2 separate regions of the Mus musculus genome follow, and region 1 is linked to region 2. The links are chromatin contacts, called in public promoter capture Hi-C maps. All regions are on one chromosome and are shown on one strand. Each heading gives the region's core, a stretch centred on a gene start, on an enhancer-like site or on the middle of the called end of the contact. The rest is flanking DNA. Distances are from core to core; before and after follow the strand shown. Region 1 overlaps Armc2 (armadillo repeat containing 2). Region 2 overlaps Ccdc162 (coiled-coil domain containing 162).

What was found. Promoter capture Hi-C pulls out the DNA fragments that hold promoters and counts their contacts.
Region 1: a promoter capture Hi-C map of liver shows a contact between it and region 2, with 2.3 times the contacts expected there. The contact joins two enhancer-like sites. A contact is called at or near these places in 2 of 39 promoter capture datasets (liver and pre-B cells), 1 of 115 datasets of contacts at active chromatin or transcription factors (stem cell-derived neural progenitor cells) and 2 of 9 other capture datasets (adipose tissue and embryonic stem cells).

Annotation. Positions count from the first base shown.
Region 1 is chr10:41,932,543-41,937,565 of GRCm38.p6, reverse strand. The region is part of intron 12 of Armc2 (armadillo repeat containing 2); the gene reads left to right. Among named protein-coding and RNA genes, the nearest start is that of Gm33058, 24 kb to the left of the region's middle. Within about 2 kb of position 2,770, at least 158 of the 459 cell types and tissues checked have an H3K27ac peak or open chromatin away from gene starts, as enhancers often do. A contact at or near this core is called in liver, where this site is marked.
Region 2 is chr10:41,708,110-41,713,314 of GRCm38.p6, reverse strand. The region is part of intron 1 of Ccdc162 (coiled-coil domain containing 162); the gene reads left to right. Among named protein-coding and RNA genes, the nearest start is that of Ccdc162, 5.8 kb to the left of the region's middle. Within about 2 kb of position 3,739, at least 10 of the 459 cell types and tissues checked have an H3K27ac peak or open chromatin away from gene starts, as enhancers often do. A contact at or near this core is called in liver, where this site is marked.

The sequences.
Region 1 (5,023 bases), core at 1,521-4,020, 230 kb before region 2:
ACATGAGACCCCCCCCCAAACAAAACAAAACAAAAAAAAAGCTTCATACTGACAAATGTCACCTATACCCTGCCCCCCCTCCACACACGCACACACAAAGTGATGTTATCAGGGGGCAGAGTGCTACACAGGAAGCTGTGGCCAGTTACTTCCACAGCACACTGAGGGGGAAATCCTGTACCGGACTCACTGCTGATGGGAGATGTGAAATATCTCTTCCCCATCTGCTGTTGTTTTTGTTAAAGGGGAAAAAGGAGAGAAATTACATGATCGAGTACCCAAAGCAAGCATCTGACCTATCGCTGCCCTTACAGCTGTTAAGTGTGACTGAGCATTTAGAGCAGGCTTTTCTGAGTGTGCTGAAAATGAACAAGGGGGTGGGTGGCCTTCACTTTTAATCTCTACACATCTTGCTGTGAGGATGACCCAGGAGGAATACGAATTTGTGTGTTTTTGTAAAGCCATACAATAAAAAGGACAACAGAGGTTTCTCAGTTTAATCCCAGGCTCCACACTGGAATGAATCTCTCGGGAAGCTTTGGGGATGCAGGTTGCTGGGCCTCACCCTGGCTGGTTCTGGCTGAGGTCTGGGGTGGGACCCGAGAGTCCGTCTCTAAGAAACTCCTGCCCGAGCTTGTGCTGAGCTGCAGCTGGGAGAACCTGTAACACAAATGAGGTGGTTCCCTAAGACGCGTCCTTCAGTGTGTATGAAGTGACTTTGAGATGAACCTCCAGGGGTCTCAAGTGCTAACTCAGGTCACCATGACGTAGGGTAAGCATGTTAAAGAAGGGAACAACTGACAAGACCAGCCAAGACCAGCTATGAGCTTCTCCAGTGAATGTTGGGCTGCCTCCTTGCTTTTGCTTGGGCAGCTGACAATTTTTGACCTGTTTGCTCTCTGTCTCTGTCTCTATCTCTGTGTCTGTGTTTGTGTCTCTGTCTCTCTCTGTGTCTCTGTCTCTGTGTCTCTGTCTTTCTGTCTCTCTGTCTCTCTGTCTCTGTCTCTCTGTCTCTCTGTCTCTCTCTCTCTCTCTCTCTCTCTCTGTGTGTGTGTGTGTGTGTGTGTGTAAGTGTGTGCCCGTGGAGGTGGAAGGGGGGTTGGTGTCACATTAAACATGTGCTCTCCCACTGAGCTCTCCCTAGCTACAGAGACAATTTCTCAGGGAAAACAAGATGTTATGTTACGTTGTGTTAGACTCTTCTCCCAATGTTCTCTGCCAGACTTTTGTCAAAACAAGTTGTCCTGGGACCAGCTGCCATCCTTGGCAGGCATGCAGCACCAATCAGAGTAGCCCATGAGGGAGGAATGAGGTGGGGCCCTTGGGACCTTCAGAAGGACCTGCCCGGGGGGAAATCTCATGGACCACAGTTAGCTAGCCAAGCCCCCAGCTCTTGATTTGTTGCATGAGACAAGCACATTAAATGTCATTAAAACGGTCCAATGTTCCTGTAGATTTTCCCTTTGAAAGAGCACAGATGTGTGTAAATGTGTGTTTAGCCACATCTGAACTTCGTAAGTTTGCAGCAGACATGTTTGAGAGTGGTGTGTTATTTCTGTTGACAACAAATCTTACTCCCAGCCCTGGGTGAAGTGAGCTGAGTTTGTATGTGGTATTTCTCTGGGGGTGTGGGCAGGGGTGGGGGTGGGGCTCTACAGAAGTTTTCAGAATAGACTTCCACAGGGGCAACAAGCGAGTTCTCAACTTATGTACAAGTGCTAAGACAATCTGTAGCTCAGGTCTCAATGGGCACAAAACTGAGACAGAAAACAGTTGCCATCAACTCCATTCAAAGCCACACTTTCCAGTTTAGGTAAGAATTCCTATCAAGATCCAATTAAATGGTAGATCTCATTTAAGCACTAGGCACATATTGTCTGCTTTATGGTGTAAATTGCATTTGGTACAAACCAAATGTGCAAACAGATGGGCTTAATAAGGGAGAAGGAGCAAGCTGTGGTGCTGAGGCAGGGCTAGCTTCTGAGGTGCCTCTGATGTCAGCACTACTACATTTAGAAGCCCATCACAGTATGTGTGGGTTTGAATTTTGGAAGAACATAAAGGGATTTTCCCCATCTCTTCTGTAAATATCTACTGGGCAAGAACTCTGGTAGAAAATGCCTGAAATAAGACTTATGTAAGGGGCAGCCTTTTACAAAGGTCACACGAAGTTCACAAAGAACAATCCTTATCTACATTAGCCGCCCCGTCACCACGGATCCTCCTCCGCCTCTCCAGCTCTCCCACTTTTGGACAGGGCAGATTTCTTTCTTTCTCCTTTTCTAAACAGAGCTACTAAATGCGGCGGGATGACAGGCAAAGCTTGGCAAGCAGGGTCCGGCATCACCAGACTGGCCCTTCTTGTGCTGTATTTTTAAAGTCAGCCTCTTGTTCTGCATAGTTCCACTCAGACCTGGAGGGTGAGCCACCCCTCCAGCCAGGCATGCAGCATGAGCTCTGATTTGGACAGCTCCGACATCCTGTTGCAGGAAGAGAGAGACCTGGAATGGCTGGAGATGGGGCGGCAAGCAGAGCGTCCCACCCTCCCCATGTTTCTAACTTGGGCCAGGCATTTAGCCGCGCAGAGATAACCCACCCTCCCTTCCTCACATCCTCTTAGCAACTGTGCTGGATTGGTTAGGAAGAGCCCTCCACCCCTTTCCCCTGGTGTCTTTGTGTGGCAACTTGCTTCCACTGGCTCTCTGCCTCCTCCCTGGCAGGAGTGTGCCCTTTGGCTGCCTTCCCAGCCTCTCTGCAGGCACATTCCCAGCGGTGCTGGGCGAGCGAGCAGGCAGGCGAGCAAGTGAGAGCATTTGGCTGAGTGAGCTCCTTGTTCAGCCTTGCCCTCGTTCTGCACCCCTGACCGGGCAGGCTCAGTGGGCCGAAGCTTGCTCATTCTTTCCAGCTCCCACTGTTTTTGTCCTTGTGGAACGGGCTCTTCCCCCACTCAGCTCAGAGCCCAAATGCCTTTATGTCTGTGCCTTAAAAAAGAACCCATCGCAGTAAAAGTCTAACTGTTGCCCTGGTGTTTTTGAGGGGGAGCCACATTCAGAGGTGTGGAGTGTGGGTACTCAGTGAATAATTGCTGATAGGGTGGCTGGGTTGGCAGTTGGATGGGTGGGTAGGTGGTCATCTCTGCCTTCAGAATGGTCTGCTTAGGTCTGCAGTTTTGAGTCTGTGGTCTCTCAGATTGGTCTGATTATATATATATATATATATATATATATATATATATATGAATGAATGAATATGTATTCTCTCAGGCTAACCGTCAACCCGCCGCCAGTGCTGATAGGATAGGTAAATCAGTATTTTCTCAGAAGTCTGCAGCCTGCCTTTGGTGACTTTTATTCTTTAGCCACCTGTAAACTCAAATGTTTAGGTTTTATTTAAGGGTGGAAAGTCGGATAAAGCAAACTGGAAATCCTAACTCAACTCTAAGATGCAGGCAGTTTTAGCCAGTTTAAAACAGGGTGTCTTGATTAATTTTCTGGTTAAGGGCATGGGGAGTGTTAAATTTTCAACCCCCTTTAACTTAATTCTTAAAGGTCCTTCTAAAATGTTTTCCTAGGCTGGATAGGAGTTGTCTCCTAAGTATGAGGAGTCTGTGGAACATAGTTTATTCCTTCTGTGACAGCTTGACATCAGTCCTTTGCCTGTGGTCAGCATCATGCACGGGGACTATTTTAGGGTGCCGTGTGAGAATCATGTGTCCACTCTGGCTGCCTGTGGGTGGTAAAGCACTATCAGTCACACGGGGCAGATGGCTGAGTTGGATGCTCCTTAGGGTGAGGGGACAGGCAGTGGATGCTTTTGAGCAGAGGAGATTGCTCTGCTCCTGAGATGAAGAGATTCCAAGTCTCCTCCTGCAGTGCACAGACCGGCCACCAGGGGCGCCTTTCACAAGAGAAGTGAGGCAACCAGTTTGAGAGGTTGGTGAAGGGTCAAAGATGCCCGGTGCAGGCCTTTAATCCCAGTACTCAGAAGGCAGAAACAGGCAGATCTCTGTGAGTTTGCAGCCATACAGGGCTATGTGGAGAGACCCTGTCTTAAACCCCCGCCCCCTGAAAAATGCCTCAAGTCTGTGGGACATTGGAGGTTGAGGGTAGTTGGGAATGAGGTATTGAAGTGCATTAGCATGCTCAGACAGGCCCTGAGTGCCCCTCACCGTGTCCTTCAGTCTCCAGAAGCCTCAGTTTCCGTACGTCAGGGTGGGGGTGGCAATCTCTTGTTGGCTTTAGGCCAATATCCCTCAGATGGAAGAAGGTAGCTCCCATAGTAGCTCCTGCTGTTGCTAATGCCCTGGAGCTGGTCACAGACCATTCTGTATAACAGTGTCCTCTTCTGTGTCCTTCCATAGTTAAAGCCATTTATTTACAACTTGTGGGGCCCATGATGTCTTAGCAAAGTGCATGTCTGTTAGGGCGTACCATGCTGCCAGGAGGAGGACATGGCTGGCTTCCTAGAGGAAGGTCGGCTTCTTACGGGAGTGTGCTGCTGGTCTGTGTTCTGGTTGGCTATAGCTGCTGATCATTCCATTTTCAGCAAAACTAGGAAGTCCGTATGAACTGGTTACTCTGCCTTCTCAGGGACGTTGAAAGCCTCTCCAGATCCCTTTTCATTTTGTTATTTCAAAACCATGTCATTGTGTGAGTGTGCACCGATGTGTTGGTTTAAAAAAATATTGTGAGAGTGGAGTGCTGTTCTCAGGGACTGGGGAAGAGTAAGAGACGGAGAGCCATGTGTTGAAGGAACTGCTTCTATGGTGAGATTGCGGGTCTGTGAACCTGGTCATTTGTCATTCGCGATGTATTTTGTTGGGTTTTTTGTTTTTGTTTTTTTTTTTGTTGTTGTTTTTCGAGATAAGGTTTCACTTGTAGCTTTGGCTGTCCTGGAACTCACTATGTAGAGCAGACTGGCCCCGAACTCTGAGATCCTCCTGCCTCTGTCTCCCAAGTGCTGGGATGAAAGGCGAGTGGCATTACACCTGACTTTCTTGTGATATTCTCTATAAGGGTTTATG
Region 2 (5,205 bases), core at 2,490-4,989:
ATGAAGATGGCAATTCTGATAGCTGGGGTAAAGGAAGGGAACAGTAGATGACACAGGTGGCTGTGGCCACTCTAGACACTCAGCAAGTCCACCCTCTCGGTGTCATAGGTGCTGGGGCTTTGCCTGCTGTGATTCCCCATTCTCAATCTTGGTCTGTGTAGTTCTCGTCTGCCCCTTTCCTGAACCAGTGTTCATCCTCCCTCGTGCCATGCTTGTTAATTGGTGGCACTTTGAAATTGTAGTATGTCCACAGCCAGTCCTTTAGAGGTCTCAAATTCAAAGACATGACAAGAAAATAAAGGCATGAGACATTAAAGAGAGTGTGTTGGGGACAAAAAATGACTTAGATAAAAACCGAAAAAAATAGGCTAGGCATAGTAGCACGTTTAAGCCTAGCACTTGGGAAGCAGAGACAGGGGGATCTCTGTGAGTTCCAGGGCAGCTAGGGCTGCACAGAGAAACCTGTCATAATAATAATAATAATCATAATATAAAAATGCATATTCCAGAGGCCACTTCAGACGTGGGGAAGGGGGAAAGGGCTTAATGTTTTTGAAACTTTGTAAATAGTGGGGTATAGTTTTCATTTTAATTTTCTTACATGCTGCAGGCCAATATATCCCTGAACTGTATAAATGTAGCCAAGAGTATTTGGAGAAGTAAAAGTTGGGGGCTGGTGAGATGGCTCAGTGGGTAAGAGCACCCAACTGCTCTTCCGAAGGTTCAGAGTTCAAATCCCAGCAACCACATGGTGGCTCACAACCATCCGTAACAAGATCTGACGCCCTCTTCTGGTGTGTCTGAAGACAGCTACAGTGTACTTACATATAATAATAAATAAATCTTAAAAAAAAAAAAAAAAAAAGAAGAAGTAAAAGTTAGCTCTCCATAAGCATTCAGTGAGAATGCGTTTGAAAGCCACTAAATGCTTCCAGATTCCCTCTGTGCCTGGAGCAATCTATTGGTTAGCACACACGTGCCATTGTGAATCCATTTGGTGTGTTTTGCAGATGGATGCCCATTTTAACCAATACCCTTGGATTTATTGGTTTTCATGTCACTTTGAAACACTGGCTGACCTACACCAGGGAAAGATTGCTTTTCTAATGTAGACGAATAAATTCAACCCAAATCATTCAACAAGTGACCTCATTACTCCACCCTGCTGTGGACCTTTCTGGGGGACAGTTATAATCCCTGAGAAGATGAGACTTGTCCTATGCCTGTCTGCAGTCTGAAGTGGGTAAGAGAGCAGCAATCAGCAACGTCATACATAAAGCCTGCAGTGGCATCCATGTGGCAGTCCTGACAGGCATGACACTTTGCCGGGATGTCTGCTTGCTTGCAATTTTATAATAGGTAGTAAGAGTAGAGACATGGTTTTCCTAAAAGAAAAAAAAGAACAAAAACAAAAAACAAACAAACAAAAAAAAACCCCTTTGCTAAGTATCTCCTGAGGGGGAGCTTGTGTTTCTGTGGCTTTTAATTCTACATTTTCATGCTGTGCCTGTGGTTCCATGCTACAGATTTCTGTTTCTTTGTGGTCACAACAACTTTGTTCTGAGCTGTGGTCAGACAGGAAGAACCGCTGTAGAGAAGTGATCGAAAGAATGGCACTCATTAGAATTCTCCCCACTTAGAAGCAATTAGTCACGCTAAGGTTACTTAAACGGTTAAAGATAAAGATCTGGGCTGGTGACATGGCTCACCAGGTAGAGAGGTCACTGTGCCTGGTGACCTGAGTTCAACCTCTGACCTCCACCAGTGCTTATGCTCATGCGCGAGAGCACACACACACACACACACAAACACACACGAAATAGACATTAAAAGGTGCTTTTGTTGTTGTTGTTGGGGTTTTTTGTTTGTTTTTTTGTTTGTTTGGTTTGTTTGTTTGGTTTTTGTTTTTTTTTCGAGACAGGGTTTTTCTGTGTAGCCCTGGCTGTCCTGGAACTCTGTAGACCAGGCTGGCCTGGAACTCAGAAATCCACCTGCCTCTGCCTCCCAAGTGCTGGGAGTAAAGGCGTGCGCCGCCACCACCCAGCTAAAAGGTGCTTTTAAGAGATCTTAGCCTTTAAGAGAGGAGACTTATAAGACAGACCTTCTGATCATAACGAAGTAGCTATAAATAACTAAATAACTAATTAATAACATAGTATTGACCAGACTACTAGATCTGATGACATGAAATCAGACTCTAGAGAACTTTGGAAGTACTGTTTCCTGCTGGTTCGCCGTAAAGTTCAGTGTACACTGAATTGTAGGGCACTTCTTTGAAAAACCTATTACTGAGCAAGTACAGAATGTGAATCATTCCTTGCCTGAAATACAGGACCGATGTTTACAGGGCAGTCATCCAAAAATATCCTGGCGGCTTGAAAGCTTTCCACGTCTCGTCACTGTTTGCATTACTTAAAATATAAGTTGTGTTGGTACACAGGAAACCCACTTAGAATTTAAATTTCTCCCGAGAAACCTATAGAATGCGTATGATTTTTTGACTTATTAGCAAAAGTATCTTTACTGGCCCTAAAATATTTTTCAGGCCGGGCGTGGTGGCGCATGCCTTTAATCCCAGCACTCGGGAGGCAGAGGCAGGTGGATTTCTGAGTTTGAGGTCAGCCTGGTCTACAAAGTGAGTTCCAGGCCAGCGAGGGCTACACAGAGAAACCCTATCTCAAAAAACCAAAAAAAAAAAAAAATTTTTCAGAGATGTGATATATGCGGAAGACTTTAGTCTTCCCAGAAGCGAGCCAAGCCGCAAACATAGAGCTGAGAAATCCAGCAGATTAGAAGAAAGAAGTTCTTCCTAGAAAGCGGTATCAGCTGCCCCAGGGTTCTCAGAGCACTGGGTTTTCTCAACTGTGTCCTGTTAATCTTCTGTCTGATGAACACATGCTGTGACTTTAGCGTGTGAGTAGGCTATTGTACCTTAAACAAATAATCCTCAGCTGCAGACTTTATAGATGACAGCACGATGTCCCAGTGTGTCACAAGGCTCTCAGGACACTCAGATCTACCAGATCTACCGTGTATGTGTGTGTGTGTGTGTGTGTGTGTGTACTAGTCAGAAGCTAAATAATTTAAGAAGAAAAGTTTATGTGCAGAGATTTGTAAAGGAATCCAAGGACAAGATTTATCAAATTAAAAAATAGAAAAAAAAAACCTACAAAATTACCAAAGCTGCCAAATTTATTCCTTCACAGGAGAAAATGTTTCAAATACTTACTGTATCTGAAATAGCCATGTATCTTCAGTCTTGCCCAGGTTGGGATGCTGTGTGTAGAGAGATGGAGATGGGAGGAGTCATTCACTTGGAGAATGAACCCACCATGGTGACTTTTTGCATCTGTGTTTTGTTTCCCCCAAGATGATCTTCAGGTACAGAGGTTTACTAGCAGGAAGCTTCATGCTCATAGTTATGCCGTTTTTCAGGAAAAGAATAAGGTAAACTCAGCAACTGACAAGGCACGTGAGGGGCCTGGCATAGTGGTTCATGCATATGTAAACCCAGCACTCTAGAGACTGAAGAGGCAAGAAGAGTTCAAGGCCAGCCAAGGCTGTGTAGGAAACCCCAGTGTCAACCTCTCAAAGCCACATAAGCCAGAGATGATGTCAGGAGCAAGGTTCTAGGGGTTTGGGTTTTCCGTGAAGTCACGAAAAGAGCCTTCCATCCACCCAGCAGTGTTTTCTGAGTTTTGCCAACAGGAGGCCTTAGTACATCAGTCACATGGGCCTGGCTAACTGCCTGGGTCGATGGCCTTCAAGTATCAAGCCGATACTAACCGCGTCCTCACCATAAATCATGTTGTTAACTTAGGCTACCTGCCATACCCGAAAGCCCCAGGAAAACAGAAACACTCCTATCAGACAGAGAATTCTAAGAACTTAAAAGTCACCTTCCAGGAGCTGGGAGCCCAGCCTTATTTTAGAATGTGAAGAGTTATAACGATAAAATCCCTGCTGTTCTGAGCCACTGTGCTGTCCTGTTTTCTAACCCTGGAGTCAAATGCCCATTGCTGCTGTCACAGCCTCTCAAGTGCCAGTCCTGCCTTCAGATTTCCTACTGCATAGATCTCTTGGGCCATTTTATTGATTCAGTGTTGTATTTGGGTTTCTGTCACTGTGATGAAACATCAAGACCCAAAGCGGCTTAGGCAGGAAAGGGTTTGTTTCATCTTCCAGTCTGTAGTCCATCATCCAAAGAAATCAGGGTGGGAACCTGGAGGCAGGAGCTGACGCAGAGGCCATGGAGGAGTGCTGCTTACTGGCTTGCTTGCTCCTCAAATCCTGCTCAGCCAGATATCTGCTTTCTTATAGCACCCAGGACCACCTACCCAGAACGAGCAAACTGCTCCCAAATAAGACTAGCTTATAACTCCAGTTCCAGAGGGTCCAACACCACCTTCTGGCTTCCAGTGGTACCATATATACATGCACACACACACAAGTGCACGTGCATACACTTTAAAAAGTACATTTAAGCCGGGCGGTGGTGGCGCACACCTTTAATCCCAGCACTTGGTTTGGGGGGGCAAGGCAGGAGGATCCCTGAGTTCTAGGACAACCAGGGCTATATAAACCCTGTCTCAAAAAAAAAAAATGATAAGATAGATAGGTAGACAGACAGACAGGCAGATTTGAGAGCATTTGCTCCTCTTCTAAACTGGCAGCTCACAACCTCCTGTAACTCCAGGGAATTGGTTGTCTTCCTTTGGCCCCTTACTGCACCTGTACACATACAGATACAACACACACACAGAACAAAACAAAACACAATCTGGGTTCTTTTAATGCATGGATTATCACCTGGGTACAAAATATTTTCTTAGTATACAGAATAACGTGCTATGATTTTTCTTTCTTTCGTTGTTGTTGTACAGAAACAACGGTAACTCAGTAGCTGGGCGCAACAACTAAAATCCTAATCTAGTAGGCCTTATTAAATCTTAATCCTCCAGTGGCGAATCCTGACAAAACTGAAACAAGGAGACACTCATAGCTACACCTTGTCCTCACACTATCCCTGTCCAAAGGGGCCTATGACTTTCAAACATGTATACCACTATTTTTTTCACATGCCCCATTCCCTGTTCCCTACTCTCACTACTTCTCTTCCTTCCCCCAAGCCTTCTGTGATGGTTAATACTGATTGTCAATGTTATTGGATATGGAATCAACCAAAAGTCAATGCTCTGGGAGGCT